Linked DNA regions of Danio rerio: region 2 is linked to region 1. Evidence: chromatin contacts called from public Hi-C data. All regions are on one chromosome and are shown on one strand. Each heading gives the region's core, a stretch centred on a gene start, on an enhancer-like site or on the middle of the called end of the contact. The rest is flanking DNA. Distances are from core to core; before and after follow the strand shown.

What was found. A called contact is a pair of places that touch in the nucleus more often than the background predicts.
Region 2: a contact with region 1 is called in a Hi-C map of hematopoietic stem cells, with 1.7 times the contacts expected there. The contact joins the promoter of epn1a here to the promoter of il11a in region 1. A contact is called at or near these places in 2 of 18 Hi-C or Micro-C datasets (caudal fin and hematopoietic stem cells) and 1 of 4 datasets of contacts at active chromatin or transcription factors (embryo).

The regions. Positions count from the first base shown.
Region 1 is chr16:12,960,603-12,963,381 of GRCz12tu, forward strand. il11a (interleukin 11a) reads left to right here and starts at 1,415. Exons shown (of 5, transcript XM_693882.11): 1 at 1,415-1,837; 2 at 2,595-2,755. The coding sequence starts at 1,831. All of the region lies in intron 1 of LOC141378180 (a long non-coding RNA gene), which reads right to left.
Region 2 is chr16:13,093,803-13,096,502 of GRCz12tu, forward strand. epn1a (epsin 1a) reads left to right here and starts at 1,439. Exons shown (of 14, transcript NM_001328116.1): 1 at 1,439-1,854.

The sequences.
Region 1 (2,779 bases), core at 165-2,664:
CATGAGCAAACATGAAAACTGGTGTCATTGCATTCACTTGTATGTCAATGACAGCGATATGAAATGAAAGCGATATCTAGGGTTTTAGGGTAATCGGCGAAGCCAGTCTATTCTTTTCATTTCCTATAAGATGATGCTGAAAATTCATAAAATAAATAACTTTTTATATCAGATGTGATAGACACTGTCTCTGTTCGCAATTATGAAATATGAATATGAAAACTGATTTACATTATTTAACGATGCAGGTTTTACAGACTACAGAAGTTTGTTACACATCACCTCCAAACTAGGTGTTAAAGTGACAAGAAAATGGATGACAGGATCAGGAAAGCCCGGAATTAAACCTCAGTGCCCATGAACTACCTACTGTGCCAACACTTCAGTGCTTAGATAATCATTCCCATACCTTCATGTGTGCCCCTTGCACACGTTTGAAGTCGTTTCTACACCTCTGAGTGAGTTTTTCTTCACTTTTCGTGAATCTGGAAAGGTCAGCTATTAATGCCGCATGTGTATTTAAGGTCGCATTAACCCCTCATACTTTCTCTCCCGGTCTGGAAACTCCTCTCCACTTCTGTTGCAAACACTGTGCTATGCTTTATTGCATGTGACTCCGTGTTTCCAGTGCCATGCACTGCTTTCTGTATATGCTAAATTAACCTTCCCCCTCTCTCTCTCTCTAACTCTGTCTGTCTCTCTTGAAGGGTTAGTGCTAATGTTCTGCAAGTTCCTTATAACTGTTACTATGCAACACGTACAGGCCTTACTCTGCAACACCTTACTCTTTTTATTCCTTCTCTCACTCTTTCCTTTACCCTGGAGAGAAAGAAGGGGGAGCGTCAAAGAGGCAAAAGAGTGGAAATAACAGACTGCTGTCTCAGGACAAGTTTGAATTTGTGTATATGGTAAATACATGCAATGGAGCTTCCCTTTACATTATGCAAATAGTGTGTTTATTCCTAATATAACGGGGCTGAGAGAAAGACACACCGGGAAAGTTATGAAACTCAGATTGGCCGATATAAAAAGAAACAAAGGGCTTTTTAAACTTTTGTAGGGAGAGAAGGGAAGAGATCTGAAGATGAAAAGATAAAGAGATGGACGATTTGATTGGCATAGATCTCGTAGCGGGATGGAGCAGAGGAAGAGAGATAGCAGGAGAGATAGGCAGACCTAGAGAAAATGATATTGCCAGAGGATGAAAAAAATAAAAACAACAGAAATGTCTTTTTTTTTCTTTCAAAAACTCGCAAAAGGAGACGCCGAGGGGCGGGAAGCGCGCTCTGAGGAGAGAGAGAGTGTGTGTGTCTGTTTGTGCATGTGTGTGTGAGAGTGTTTTTATGAATGAACTGATGACTCAGAATGTGTCATACCCCCGTCTTTATAAAGGAAGTTTTAAACAAGCCTAAACATTTCACTTCGCGAAAAATTAGACTCGCATCCTTCTCTCTCTCTCTCTGTCTCTCCCTCTATACACCTCTCTGACCCTCGCCGTGTGTATATTTCCATCCTCATTCGCGTTTGTTAAAACTAAACGGCTATTGGGACTGGACAGAGTCGAGTTTTTGGTCCTTTTTTTCTTGTTCTCGCTAATTCTGCACTTCTGCCATTCATTCATTCATTTCACCTCACGCTCTGCCTCTGTTAAACTACTGTCGCGAGCCGTTCGCGCGGATACTGAGAGAGGGAGACCAACTCTGGAGCACGTGACAACATCTGGACGTTCATTTATTTATTAATTTGTACACTTTTGTTTATTTAAATATTTATTCTTCTGCGTATTTATTTGCGACGTGTCTACCTTTTAAAACAAGGACTTGGACAAATATGAAATGTAAGTGTCTAATTTAATATATAGTAGCTCTGTTATATTTGTTTACATTTAGTCATTATTTCCATTGTTGACACTTGTTGCTTTAAAGCATCTAAGCATTTGTAATTAGAGCACTCGCCTCTGAAAAGACAGGTTTTTAAAAACGCATGTTAGTGTTCAGTTCTTAAAAGAGCTATTTTTTTTTTACTTAAATAACTTTCATTTTAATTAAAATGACCTTTTTTACTGTTTAAAAAAAAGCATGTGTAATAAAAAGGTTTGATGAATGTTAAAGATTCTTTATGGACCCCTCATTAGCAATAATAAACCTTTGTTTTTTAAGAGTTACTAGTAATCATCCCCCTACAGACTTCTTGAACTGACAAGCCTTTAATGTTAATAATAAACATGGGACTTTTTGATTGAAACCTGGTCAGGTTGTAAGTGTTAATGGATAAAGTTAGTTTGACAGGATAATGGCTTGAGGCTCTTGTGGTTAGTTCATTAGAGAGGCATTTATCATGTCGACAGTAATAATGGATCAAGTGTTACTCGCTCAGGGCACACAGCAGCCTGCTGGTGAGTTGCTTCCTAAAGTGAGATGCAATTGAGATGGAAAAGTGAGTGATTTCCTTCTCCTCAAAAGATAAAAGAAGCATCCTCTGGCTGAGATTATTGATTTTGGACATGTGGAAACACAGTCCAGGGGTGACATTGGCTATTTGACAGACATACTGTTGTGTGTGACTGTGCATCAATGATTTGCTCTCCTCCACAGTGCTGGGTGACTCCTCCTCATCGCTGCTTCTCTCGCTGCTGCTGGCTCAACTACATTTGTTAGCATCTGCGTTCCCTGTCCATCACCGGCGGAACCAGATCGACTTCGACAAGCTGAGCAATCAGACCAAACTCCTTCTGACGCTGACTCGGAATCTATTGGTGAGTTGATCTGCTTAGTGAGGA
Region 2 (2,700 bases), core at 189-2,688, 130 kb after region 1:
CCCTATGTGGCTACTTCATGAAATAGCATCACATTATAAATTTAGGAAAGAAAATACCAGGGAAATACTTGTCATCTCCTCATAACTCACCCGCTTGTATAGGTGAACATGACGCCCGGTTTTATCTGCCGAGTTAATACCGCACTCAGGACTGCTGTCACGGCTTCAGTCAACTCTTCTTCAGTACTAACTTACTACGACACCAAAACCGTGCAATTATATTGGTTTGGATGAATATAAAAATCATGATGCAAGATTTTGTCATTGTTGTTAAAATATTCTAGCACTGCTGCTTCAAAAATAAATAAATAATTAAATAAATAGATGAAAAGTAAGGAAAGAAAAACAAAAAGAAGAAAGAATGATGGAAAAGAGTTTAAATGACAATTTTGGTTAACCTATAACTTAATTTATAACCTATAACTTAATTTAAACTTAATTTATAATTTTGAAGACTAAAATCTATACAAAATTCTACATTATTTCCTAGAACTTTACTAATTTCTGAGGGCACTGCTTACAATTATGACAATTATGGTGCCAGATCAGTCTCAAAAACTACATTCATTCATTTTTTTTCGGCTTAGTCCCTTTATTAATTCGGCATCGCCACAGCGGAATGAACCGCCAACTTATCCAGCACGTTTTTACGCAGCGGTTGCCCTTCCAGCCACAATCCATCTCTGGGAAGCATCCACACACACACTCATACTACGGACAATTAAGCCTAATTCACCGCATGTCTTTGGACTGTGGGGGAAACAGGAGCACCAGGAAGTAACCCAGGCGATCACAGGAAGAACATGCAAACTCCACACAGAAACGCCAACTGCCCCACCCGAGGCTCGAACCAGTGACCCAGTGACCTTCTTGCTGTGAGTCGACAGCACTACCTTCTGCACTACTGCGTCGCCTCAAAAATTACAATTAAATTAAATTACAAAATCCAATTTCATACGTCACACATATATTCACCAAATGAATTGGATTTGTGTATTTTTGAACTGTGTTTTGAATATACAAATTGAATTTGTGTATTTACGAATCATGTTTTGAATTAACAAGTTGGAATTATGTATTTACGAATCGTGTTTTGAATTTACAAATTGGATTTGTATATATATTTTTTATTTACAAATTGCATTTGCGTATTTACTAATTGTGGCACGAATGAATCGTGTTTTGTGTAATTTTTTTTATCTTATTTTGAATTTACAAATTGGATTTTGCAAATGTGAATTGTGCTGTGCATGTAGGAATGATATTTTGTAAATGTATTATTTTTGAGACTGATCTGGCACCATATCTTCATTTACTCATTGACTCTGAAACATAAAACGAACTTTCTCACTTTTTTCAAGAAATGCACAAAAAGTAAAACTACCCAAACGTCGTATCGCCACGGCTTATGAATATTCAAATCAGGGAGCGCGCAAGGGGGCGCGGTCCGTCCGGCAGCGGGGAAACGGAAGCGGAAGTGCCGCCATCTCCTCGTACCATCCGAGCAACAGCAGGGTCAGTACAGACGATATTTGGGGAAGTATTGTAGTCTATTACGTTAGTACAAGCGGTTACATGACGCGTTATTTGTTTAAATGACGAACGCGACTCGAGGGGTGATAGTCGTGAAGGAAGAGCAGCGTCGCGTCACTCTGTCACGCACACGCGCGCGTCTCTTTATGAGTTGAGTTAGCATAGCGGCGCGCTCCCGTCTCTAAATGAGTGTTTTTAATTCAGCGCCGTGACAGAAACAGCAGCGCTTCGCTTTTCTGCCGTCTTCGCTGGTAAGAACCCGCTTTCTGGTGCTCGGCTAGATGTCTGGGCGTGTTTGAGAGGCACAACAGAAGCGCAACGGTAAGTAGCCTCCGCTAGCTGATCTCAAGTGCACTTGGTAGTGATCTCTTTCTATAAGTTTGAGCTACGGAGGGCTTGTTTTGAGCTGAAGTTGCTTTTTACGAGAGTTGATTGACTGTTAGGAATGATAGAATCACATTTGTTTGGTAGCAGGGTGGAGGTTTAGAAAGGTGTGTGTGTTGATTGATAGCTTACACTGGCATCTGTACAGGCAAAGATAAACTACACAGCACTTTAACAGATCTGGTGCTTCACCAACTGTCAGATTTCACACACTATCTAAAGCAACAGTTGTCTCTGTGAAGTTCATTGAATGTTGTTTATCTCCTTGTCAACTTGATTTGGAAACCACCTGTTGGCTCCCTGAATTCACTTTTTTTTTGGAGGTTGAAGTCAAGGTCCTTAATTGACAACAGTTCATTCAGACTTTTGTACTTTGCTCTTGGCATATTCAGAGAAGCTGGCTATGGGACTGTTATCAGGTCACAGCCTTATGCAAGAGTGCTGCATATTAATACACCCTATCATGAACTACAACTTATCACCTAGTCTTTGTCTTGATTGGCTGACACTCTTTACTGGATACATTTATAGTATGTTTGCCTAAATATAATGCGACCGTGATGTGGTCAAGGGTGAAAAGATCAGCTTATGTCAGTAACTGTTTTCTTCCTGTTTAGTGCTGTGTGTTTAACTTAATATTTACCATGTGAAGCCTGACATCTGAAATTGTAGTCAGTAAAAATTAACCAGTCTTTTAAGTTAGGATGGGTTATTGAAATTTGTACGAAATCCTGAAGATGTTTGCACAACTGTTAATGTTCAGTATTACATTAGAGAGGCCTA